Linked DNA regions of Bombyx mori: region 2 is linked to region 1. The links are chromatin contacts, called in public Hi-C maps. All regions are on one chromosome and are shown on one strand. Each heading gives the region's core, a stretch centred on a gene start, on an enhancer-like site or on the middle of the called end of the contact. The rest is flanking DNA. Distances are from core to core; before and after follow the strand shown.

Region 1 (6,184 bases), core at 65-2,564:
ACAGAAATTACTAATTAAACTCTATTGACGTTAAGTACTCCGAAATCGATATAATATCATACTATTACTAGACTTGTCCGGTTTTATAATTTCAACGGACCATAGATAATATCGACGCTTCAAAGGCAAACGTGACTAAGCGACAATAACTGCTTTATACATAAATGATAGGCAATAACATTCGATGCGCAAAAAAATATATATTTCTAGGTCTCTTAAAATAATTTCAATCCTACAGCTAGATTCGTTAAAATATAATTTTTTTCAGGTATTTCCACTTTAAATTAGTCTACTGTAAAGTTCACACATTATCGGTTAGTTACCTTTGCCTTACAGGCGTCGATATGTATTGAAGGTCCAAATTAATACATCAATGGATATTGCGACACCATCGATTTTAGCATAGCACCATACAGGGCTATGATGTCATCTGGGCCAGCGGTCAATTGTCGTGGAGCTGCGATGAGTTGAGCTTACGCAATATGTATTTTGTTACAGTGATTCTCATTATCTAACGCTTCATTTGTAGAAATAAAGAGACTAGTCAAATGAAGATAGTTTTAAAAAATCTAAGAAGGCAGCAGTTTTCACCGCTTCCTAAGAACAGTTTTCTCTTTGTAGAATATTGTACGCAATGTGATACAGACTGATCAGTTAGCGCTATGTCTGGCTAGTATAGAAAGCAGGTAGGGCGTAGTGCGTACTGTAAGCCCGCACATAATCGTTCTGCCTATAGCTGCCGCGAAGTGCCTGCCGGCTTTGGAATGAGCTCCCCTCCACGTTGTTTCCCGTCGCTATGACATGTCCTTCTTCAAACGAGGCTTGTGGAAAGTATTTAATGGTAGGCAGCGGCTTGGCGCTGTCCCTGGAATTACTGAAGTCCATGGGCGATGGTAACCACTCACCATCAGGTGGGCCGTATGCTCGCCTAGAAGGGCAATATAACAATTTACACAACACATCGACTGAGTTGTTCATCCACCTGCCAATTAATAAACAAAATTCCTACGATCAGTTATGTCGTGTTAGGCACGTATTTACTTACCAATATGCGAGACATTTGCCCGAAGATTTGGACCATGGCATAGCCATAAGTCTTGCTCTCATTGCCAGTTTACAACAAGACATTAAAAACCCCACCTTAAGCACTTTTTATCTCATCTCCACTTCGAATATTATATTTAAATATACTATATAAATTTTGCAATTCTATAAGAAGGATAGAATGTGGAATCTGATCCAGCATAAACACAAGTAGTTACGCCTTGTTTATTTCATAATAGCACAAACTTCACTACGCTAAGCTCGGTATTTGAGATTACCGAGAATGTCAACGTGTAATCATGTTGTAATGCGATCAGTTGCTGCTACTAACATTAAGTATATCTACATGTTGGACTTTAGGACGTTTAGAACAATTTGATTGACACATTGAGAGCGTATCTATTAACATTTGAGAGTATGATACACACAAGAAAAAATACATATATCATGTCTTCAAATTAGAACATTAACTGACCGACCTGTAAACGTGCCAACAACAGTACAATCAGCAGACTTTCTGAAATTAGCAGCTTATTTTAGAACGCTGTTTACAATACCTATTAAATTGTATCAAGCATCGTAAATCTAAAAATGAAGTTTTCACGCCGTTATGTCTTCAATTTTTTCATTGGTACATAGAATTTATTTATATCAGCACACCCAAAAAGAGGCTGAAGCCATTAATTGTATCGCTTTATTTCGATTACGATTATTCTTAATTTATATCGAATTTTTAATAGCTAAGGTGAAGAAACATCTAATTTCAAGACTTTAATAGAAACTATACGCTTTTCTACGAAAGAAATAACTAAATTTCTCATTAATGTCTAACCGTTTCAAACATTTCAGCGCCCTTGACTAAAAAGGTGATTCGAGACTTCTGTATAGATACGCACAAACATGAAGTTCATCTAGTTCTAGTAAATGGATGACTCTCAGACGTTCTAATTTCCGAGAGCATTATGGGCGAGGCTTCACGCGTCGATGCTCGGATACAGTGGGCAAATTAACTCATGTCACCGAAAGCACTGTACATTACCGTGACCGGTTGGAAGTGATGTTTCGCGATTCGTCATATTTAATGCATTTGATCCGTACTTTACTGGTGCTTTGACCTTTGACGTTGGGATACGTGTTAAAATGATTTGGTATGGTGCCGCCGGCTCAGTAGCGTTATGAATGGTTCTCCGTAATGTAAAAATAGACATAGAACAGATCTACGTCGTATGTTCGAGCTTAGTGTTACTCGATTGAATGCGTTATAAATTGTGGCTGACGGATTCACTAAAGCAGCGTTGCATTTTTCTAGGTTTAAAAATGATATAATAATTTGTAAAGTTCTAAATCTCGATTGATTAATTGTGTAAAAAGTTCGGACTACAATACTATACTGCTCTAATAAAAAATAAAAAAACCTGTTACAGTTTATTGATGGCTAAAGATTCTATTGTATTTTTTTCTAGTGTTTTGATGGGTGGACTATTTCACGGCCCACCTTATGTTAGGCGGTTACCGGAGCCCAGAGACATCAACAACATAAATGCCGACACCCAACTTGCAACGAAATCAAAGTCTCCGTTTTTACAGTAGAACAGCTGCCCCATCCTTCAAACCGAAATGCATTACTGCTTCACGGCCGAAATAGGCAGGGAGGTCGGTACCTATCCGTGCAAACTTCTACTAGTAATTACGCAAATTATAATTTTTGCAGTTTTGATTTTTAATACGCTATCATACTTCATTTGTTAATTTGTTGACTAGCAAATAATTTTATGTAGAATAATTTTATGTAGTCATCGCAGTCAATTTATCAATACTAGTAAATAGAGGGTACAATGATAATAATATAATTATGTATATTTGTATCGACAACATTAAAATCTACGAATTTTGAATGAATACACCAACTAAGTATAAGGATCCAATTAACTGTAATCGCCGGGGAAATTACTAAGTGCATAGCGAATGCTTAAGTTTATAAGATAATGGGTTTAGTTCAGTGAAGTTAATAGGATCAGTGTGTTCCACCCCATTCGCTTAATCAATAATAAAGTTTGTTGACTTGTTGGCTTGATTAGGCTGAGTAATCAATATAAAGATATCCTACGTTGGGCTACATTCAGCTATGCTAAGCTATCTCGTGTTGCTTTGTCTTACAAAAGATGCAAGGTAAGGTATGCCGCAGTGAGGCTGGGATAGATCAGATTTACAAATAATTAATGTCATTTAATTATTCGAAAATAAGCTTTATATTCCCAAGCGTAAATAATTAATTAGAATGAAAAGATAGTATTAAAAATATATCGAATAAATCCAGGGGTGCGTAGTGAAGAGCCAGTCAGCACGATTCAGCTTACACCGGGGTGTCAGAAAATAGCAATGAAGTATATTTTGTTTGTACTGTGATTTTAGAAGATCTTGGTTACATAAAGCATACATAATAAGGCGTAGCAGTACAACAACGATGTTATTTAATCAACACTCAGTGTATAAATCATTCATTATTATCCTGCCCTTCTCCCAGTCACCTGGGGTCGGTGCAACATGTTTTCTCCTTCCATACTTTTCTATCATATGGCATTTCTTCACTCACTCACCTCCTACCCATATCGTCTTTCACACAATCCATCCATTTCTTCTTAGGTCTACCTCTTCCTCTAAATCCTTGCACATTCATAGTTAACACTCTCTTAACAACCTCATTTTCATTTCGTCTCATCACGTCATGTCCATACCATCCCAAACGTGTATAAATAAAACATATTAATTTAATGGCTTGTGACATGTGAGGAAAAGTCGGAGAAATTACTGGTTCAGTGAGAATATCTTCACCAAGCACTTTACAAGCGGTTTTCGAGTAGTCCTCTGACAAGAAATTAGCAATGAAAGTGCGTAACGCATATTTCTGCTAACCGGTTGTCAACCTTCTGAACGGATTTCACTCACTTCATGCGATTTGTTTTTTAAATTTTACACTGTAATTTTATATTGTGTTTTGTTTTTGAAATTGCGATGACTGGCATGAAATACACGGAAACAAATCCTGGTCTATAATTTGGTATGCAGTTTATTAGTATAATATAAAATTTTTTCATCATTTGTTTTTTTGTTTTTATTAATAATGTTTATATATTTTCGTATAAACTTGAAATCAACATTGTTTGTCGTTTGTTCTTCTTACAACGGTACCAATTAAAGCCAATATCATTCTCTGATAAACTTTACTAAAGTTTTGTTTCCACGTAAAAATTTTAATTGTAACAAATTGTACAGTGGTTAGTAGTGACCATGGGAATGGGAATGGTGCCAGAATACTAAAAAACCTATATAATTTAACGCTCGATTAAACTTTGTTTTCACTATTTCATAATAATTTATTGTACCGATCCGAGCTAATGTTTCAATGCTAAACATTACAATGATTATATATAAAATTAAAGATTGTTAGAGAATGGACTAGTAATTATATAGAACTAGCCGTACTCGCCCGCTTCGCTGGGCATTTATAATTAACATTATTATTTATTGTCATTATTATTAGAGAGTACAACACTCATATAAATATTATCCTATCCATTAAGCGCATGTATTTTCTACATGGATACCAAGTTTCAAGTCAATCGGATGCATGGTTCAGTACTTCTAACGGGACATCCGTAAAAACCACTGTAGATTTATATATTAGTATAGATATAGATTATCAGAGTTGATCGCGTTTGTAATATACATTTGAAATCAGGGCATTATACATAAATTGTTTGATAGGTACTGCATCAATCTGTTCTTATTTGGATGAAATACTGGTACTATTACAATATCAATAACAATCAGTCTACCGTCAATACGAATTTTTGTTAACGAATAGAACATTACGCATTGCGAGGCTTACCCCAGTCCGCGCATAAATGGAATAGTCCCGTAGGCCCACGATTAGATAGGAAAAAAGAGTCTTCTAAAACAATACGAATACACCCAAATTAAAAACTTCGTTTGGATAACAATCGATGAATAAACACCAAATACTCGTAGATATGTTTGGTTAATCTAAAGATTTAAAAAGCTGTTCAAGATACTTCAATTTGTAGTAAAGCTTAAAAAATTCAAAGTGACGAAGTAAATCCAGAAAGCGTGTTTCGGCGAGAGCGCGTAGCGTAATCGAAGTTTTCGCTCTAAGAGCGTCTTTATTCACTAACGCACCCTCTCTCCGTGAGAGGATTTGCCGAAATTGGATAACACGCTTTGTTGATTTACGACAAAGAAACGAAAAATCAATTTGTCTCCCGTGTTTTCACTTTTAAGTTGTGAATGTACTGGAGCTAGTTACTTAACTGCATGTATGACGAATGTAACTGCGTACAAGTGAAAACAGAGATTGACTGCTTCAACAACCGATTGTCTCATTGACAGCGATTTAGCATTAATAACGATTGTCATGTTTAACAATAATTACAGCAATGGCGTGCTGTAGTTACACGACTTTAGTTTACTTGAATTTACAACACACACATAGATCGAAAATTATATTGCGACAAAAACCTTACTATAATTCTGTAATTATTTTAATGCATGCTATGGAAGAGCGAGATTTTTTGATACAGTTTTATTAGTATCAAACGTAATATTATGATTGAGATATTGAAATAATTGATATTACATTTCGATCTAATTTTTTAAAACAAAACCCGTGGAATGGTCGATGACACCGACTACAGGCCCACATGTATTTCTTAAAAAATCTTCCCAATAACAGAATTGTTTAATTGTTAATAAGAATGTTTTTTTTTAAATGTTCAAATCAAAATATTGTTTTAATTTTTAAATTAAATCTTTATTAGATGTAAGTGGTGATACTTGAATGGAGAGAACTGCTGTTGATCCAAAAGCCTTCACAGCTACAACTGGACGGGTGGGCGAACTCTGGAGCTTAGTTGGGAGAGTGGATGTACTGTCTGTCTCACTCGCTCTCGTGTACTTCTACACCGCGATAGCGGTAACGTCATAAGCCGCAATGTACATTTCTTGTTATTTGACAATTGTCAATGATTGTTTTTTGCTTTTTCCTACTTAAATACTACTAGGTTCGATTCGGGCTATTCTGTTTTTATGAGACGGTTAGGTGAGTTCAAGGGGCTCTGTCAGA
Region 2 (6,364 bases), core at 1,165-3,664, 41 kb after region 1:
ATAGTTTTATAAGCAATTTATATACCATATATCATATGTTAAAATTGTTCTATATTGTACACGTTACATAGCTCGCTTTTGTTCCAGTCAAATAAAACAAAGCATACCTATTGCGTAATTTACCACATTTAAACAGTCTTCTGACAGTGAATATCAACAATCGATCTTATGAGTTGAATTAAGAATTCGTAGTTTTTGTTACCAGCTTAGTCAGGTAGACGCCAAGCGGTTCTTCAAGTTCGTAAACACCATAATATGAATACCGTTGCCCAACATGAAACGTGGTGAGAGTTGAAATCATAATCACATTGGAATAAAGATGATTTTTCGCCATTATAAGCAGACGAGTTATACGGCCTCCCTGATAGTGGTTGACGACACTCATGAACGTCTCCGGTGACCGTCCTCGTCGAACCCGTCGCTTGCGACGAAGGGCTCGACGAGTAAATTAACCGATAGACACAGCCCACTGAGTTTCTCGCCGGATCTTCTTAGTGGGTCGCGTTTCCGATCCGGTGGTAGATTCTGTGAAGCACTGCTCTTGCTAGGGCCAGTGTTAGCAACACTCCCGGTTTGAGCCCCGTAAACTCACCTACACGTCAAGGCGAAGCTGAAATAGCCTCTCAAGGCTATCAGCATAGGTAGGGAAAAAAAAGTGGACGTTAACATTAGTCAACAACACGCACAGCACAATCTCTGTCTACCAACTATCCTACGCTTCAAACCATGGCCACATAGTATTGATATCGGGTACTGGTAGTTTTGAGCGAGTATAGCTATTTCGGGAACTTCTTGCATCAGATCGAAGGTGAGACGCCAAGAGCCGTGTTGCCTCACTGTTGATGAGATAATCAAACCGAATCAAACAGTACCGTGACGGGAACTACTTGAAACCGTACTTTCCAGCTGTGACACCAATGAGGTCATGTAAAATGCATTCCATGATCGTATTATCGTATCATCGGCGGTACATAAATGAATAAAACTTGATTCGGAAGTCACTTGACCCCATTTCCGGTTGACGTGAATCTTACTCGTTACCGGTAAAACGAGAAACATTAAATGCATGATCAACATTACATTCTAATTCTAATGCTCCTTATTAGGATACATTATAGAAATTCTTGGGAATTTTTCGTTGATAACGAAAAGAATTCGATTACTTACGATCAGATAGATGTATTATAATAGATTCCACATGCATAGTTAGTTAACCCCATCTGAAGGGCCAACAGTTTCTGCTTACGTTTGGGATTTCTTTGAATTCGCGCCTTCATAGCTTTTATCACTGCTGGAGTCCTAACAGACCGAGGGCGACCATTTCTTGACCTGTCATCTACACTAGAGTCTTCATTGTATCGTTTGATGGTACGATAAACGAATCTTTTGGTTATATTCAAATTTTTCAGTATTTTAAAAATTTGAATTGGCGCGTAACCGCAACGATGCAACGCAATAACTGCAACACGGTCTTCTTTAAGCGTCCACTCCATATTTAAAAATGAGTAAAATTCTAAAAGTATACATTTTTATTTTCATGAACAATTCGAAATTCGAATTCAACAAACTTTTTTGTGGCTAGCATTCTAAAAGAAAAGTTTTTACTGTGTGACAATACTTATGACCTGACTAGTTATTTCGATAAATCTAGCCTAGAGTAGAATCACCCCATCTCTTCTCGTAGGTGTCACAAAAGGCCTCTAATTAATTCATCAGAGAATGGGCAGCACCGTTCTCGGAATATAATACTAGGGTATCACCGCCACTCGCTTCTTGGTGGTAGGGCACAACGTGGGTCCCTATGATCCACCCACCCGATACTACCGTCATGCATACCTTTGCCGCGGTCATACGTTCCGGAATTGTTAAACCATATAACTAAGACTTGGACCTCATGTTTCAAGGTAGGGGACGGCATTCATGTTGTGATATGGGCGTCGATTGATTTGTAAAAGGACTGTACCTACTAAATAAATAAGTAAATAAGTAACCTTTTAACATTAAGTGGGCCGTGATCTCGCTTTCCTATCTACAGCTAAATAAACCGTTGTGTTTCTTCATTATGCAATCATATGTTGATACGGCCATCATATCCGGGACTTAATGTCGCCAGTCGATCCACAAGTTTACACCAAGATTAAAGCTGGGTGGCCGCAGTTATAACGCAAGATAAAAACTACGCAGATAAAATCTAAAATTTTGTTTGTTGAATTCTTGTAAATTTAGTTTCACATCTCATTAATAGGATTATTTTCTATATTTCGTTACAATTATAAGTTTAAACATTGAATTATATGTATAAGGTCACTATAATTTACGCTATTCACACAAAACACACCAGGTATTAAGTGACCACAATTTTCTATGTGTAATTAGAGCTATTTACGTGATTATTCTGAATTTGAGAAGTGCTCAAGCGGATAACCGAACTCTGAAAATAATTGAAAATTAAAATATTTACGGTATTGTGACAGTCGTACCGTGAGGCCATACCGGTAGTTATTAAAGCAGACATGAGTTTTGTTTTGAAGGGTGGGAAAAACGTTATGAGATAGGAGAAGCATCGAAATATCTAAAAAAAAAAAAGTGTGTGTGTCCGCTCCGACGCACGACTGGAGTTTACTGGATATAAAAAATTAAACGAAACAATACGAGAAATAGTTCTATATTACGACAACACGATACACTACAGATTATTAACAAATTAACGAGACACAAAACAAACGACTAACAAATATATGAAAATACAATAATGAGAGAAACGCGCGATCAGTACGAGGCTTTGTGGCGGACTGCCGGCGCATGTACTAGCATGTCACACGAAATGCGCATAACGCATTTCGTGTGACATGCTAGTACGATTTTGGTCCCCATAATTTTCATACCCCGGGCCTATATATGTAAATCGATTCTAAAGGAGTAAACTCCAAAAATACCTCAATTTTGTATATATACAAGAAAAAGTTCAAAACAAATCTTTAAATTTATAGTTGGTTATGAAATATTTATGCATGCGACCCGAATCCAAGTGCCGACGTATGAACAACACATGGCAACCAATATGTATTCACATTACTACAGGTGAGATCATTGAACTTTCACCACCTATTCTTGTAAAATGATGAGTTCATACTTCATATTTTACTCATAACAAAGTTGAATACACTAAGCGTTGTGTTTAAATAGTAAATTAACTGTGTAAATTATAATTTGTAGCCTTAAGTAAATATATAAAAATACATATAAATTCTTCTCAAGCTCACCAATGACAAATTTGCATTTGATATGTAATGAAAAAGTTGCATTTTACCACGATAAATAGTAGCTTGTGTCACACTCTCGAATCTATTATAGCTCATATACCCATGCCATGAAAAAAGGAAGCATTAATTAAGGTAATGTTTCTGTGAAATTTCATCCAAGTCCGTTCAGCTATTTTTGTATGATAAGGTAACAAGCATATAAACAATATTTATAGAACATTTCACGCCCACATTTATAGTAGATGAAAATAAATTATAATTAGGTCTTTGTTGTATAGTAACAAATTTTATCATTTTTTTACTCCAGTGCCTGATCTTTAGCATTGTTTGCGACCGAAAATAGCCTGATAGCTTTATAAATTTACAGATATCGTTCTTTAAAAATATGTACTATATTTTTCTTACTTTGTCATTAAAGTTAATGAAAATATTGTGGTTATAGGCCAATCTTTGATGAATTTGCTTGGTTGTATATTGTAAATGTGTGCCAAATTCTTATAAAAACCATTTCTAGATCAATATTAGAAGTCTGCCTAAGTAAAAATATATTTAAGATTTAATCTTAAAATATCTTTAATTTATTATTTGAAATGTTACAAACACTTTTAAATTTTTGAGACAAACAACAGGTGTATTAAAATATTTGAAATGTCATAAATAATAAATTGTGAAGCAGTTTTAGATGTCTATATGACCTGCAAAAACTGATGAAAGTATTGTGTTTGCTTTATGTATATAACCCAAAGTAAAACTGGGCATATTTTTTATTTATAGGATTTGTCTCACAATTATTTATTCCATTGTTTATTTTCCTCATTCATTAATACTTCATCAGCATCCGCCATTCATTGTAGTAACCTCTATAAGAGATAAGATAATAAATACGGTAAGCCAATATAGACTGGGGCCACCATTCTACAAATTTTTTGCCCAAAGTAATGGATTACCTGTGTACTAGATGGGTCTTGAGGTGTTTTGTGTTTACATAAAAAATTGTTAAAGTAAACTATATATATATCTTTTTATTATCAGCATTGTAGAAGCATGATAATAAAATTAGTCATAATTGTTTACTCACAATTGATAAAGATAGGTGATTTAGTAGCTTTTTATAGGCTTTGATTGTAAAATTTGTTATCAGTTAAGAGTAGGTTAGAAAAAGAGATTTTGCATATGTGTGTATCATGTACAAAGTGAATTTTAAATGTAAAGAAAAAAATGCATTTACCTTATATAAAATGCTAATTTGTTTTCATTCTAATTTCATTAATGAAAGTATTGTAATAATTCTATTAAGTTTTATTTTTTATTTATTGCTTGGATGGGTGGACGAGCTCACAGCCCACCTGGTTTTAAGTGGTTACTGGAGCCCATAGACATCTACAACGTAAATGCGTCACCCACCTTGAGATATAAGTTCTAAGGTCTCAGTATAGTTACAACCGCTGCCCCACTCTTCAAAACGAAACACATCACTGCTTCACGGCAGAAATAGGCAGGGTGGTGGTACCTACCCGCACGGACTCACAAGAGGTCCTACCACCAGTAAAGTTAAAATTAATTCGATGCCTCCAATGAACACTACTCTAACTCCAAATTCGTAGGTTTACAGGAGGAGAGTTTAAACGAAAAAAGTTGATAAATATATCTGCAATGATAAAGATTTTTTTCTTGTGTAACTAGCTGATTTACTCTTGCTTCGAACCCCATTAATAATGAATTTGTAATACTTTTAAAATAGTGAAGCGATTTGCGTGAAAAACGAAAATTTCAAAATTTTGAGTTAGAGTAGTGTTCATTGGAGGCATCGAATTAATCATTATATACAGGCAAGTTTATCTCCTGAATACAATAAATACATACCAAAATATTTACTTTTACCCTGCATTTATTTATAGATAATTGATGATTGGGTACCTAAATGGTTTCCAGAAACATTTTAAAATATTATAACATCTGGTATGGAATTAATTCAATTCAATAATATTATCAGTATTGTTGTTAAGTAAACCGACTTTAAACTAGGAAGCGGGTTATCTTTAAGGAGAATGAGTAATATAAATTAAAAGTCATATTTACTATGAGCAATCAACTGAGATTTTGGCAATAAGGAATAGACTTAAAGTAATTTTCAAAACGCAAATGTTGTTCAATTGCATCACGTAATTTTCAATGAAGGTGCTTAAAGGTAATTCGGAACTATATAGTATGAATAATCATTGCATTTAATGTACATTACGTTAAAACAATCCTTAATGATATAAGTCATCACCGATATTTTTGTGATAAAAAGTATCAAATAAAGTTAAAAGAATGTAATTTACAATCTTCACCACAAACTAAATGTAGCGAAGCGCCGTATCTCTACTTTCAGAGAATCATGCCGAAATTGAAGCAAAATTAAATTTCACATGACCCATTCTCGACGGTGTGTTATACACCCATATTTCATAGTTTACTCACCTTGTTGCTTCGCTTTTGTTAAATTTAATGTAAACTAAACAATATTTAATTCATAAACAAAACACTACACATTTCGGTAAACACATAACAGTTCATTACACCGTTCCTTCCTTTCCGAGGCACTGGATGGATGAAATCAGAACAGAAAAAATGGAGTAAGTGTCAAAAGATGCTCTATCTCTTTATATTACTCATCTAAGAAAGAGATAGCCAAAATAATTAAAGTGTGACCATTTTTATTTACAATTTCTCCAGAAAAATCAGTTTCTTGGACATCGTTTCAAACCATTCATTATAACATGTAATACTTTCAGTTACTATTGCGCCATCGAGTACCAGAACAGTATTGATAGTAGAGTATCTTGTGAGTGATACTGCCACCCTACCAATTTCTGCCGTGAAGCAATAATACGTTTCGGCTTGAAGGTTATGGCAGACGTTCTATAAAGTTGAGACTTAGCACTTATGTCTCAAGGTAGGTGGTTTTTACGATATTGATGTCTATGGGCTCCAGTAGGCACTTTACAGCATCAGGTGGGCCGTGACCTCATCTACTCATCTAAGATAATAAAAACTTTTTAATCAAAAATACTAAGAAAACGTATATGTAGCAGTTTTTTAATAATCTCACTATAATT

Evidence for each region. A called contact is a pair of places that touch in the nucleus more often than the background predicts.
Region 2: a contact with region 1 is called in a Hi-C map of whole pupa, with 2.5 times the contacts expected there. The contact joins the promoter of LOC101744586 here to the enhancer-like site in region 1. A contact is called at or near these places in 4 of 7 Hi-C or Micro-C datasets (middle silk gland, midgut, posterior silk gland and 1 more).

Annotation. Positions count from the first base shown.
Region 1 is chr19:5,867,392-5,873,575 of ASM3026992v2, forward strand. All of the region lies in intron 1 of LOC101746167 (dystroglycan 1), which reads right to left. Among protein-coding and RNA genes, the nearest start is that of LOC134200629, 16 kb to the left of the region's middle. Within about 2 kb of position 1,315, at least 3 of the 8 cell types and tissues checked have open chromatin away from gene starts, as enhancers often do.
Region 2 is chr19:5,907,238-5,913,601 of ASM3026992v2, forward strand. It overlaps LOC101744586, which reads left to right and starts at 2,415. Exons shown (of 9, transcript XM_062673996.1): 1 at 2,415-3,395. LOC101746167 (dystroglycan 1) reads right to left here and starts at 5,914. Exons shown (of 20, transcript XM_062673986.1): 1 at 5,727-5,914.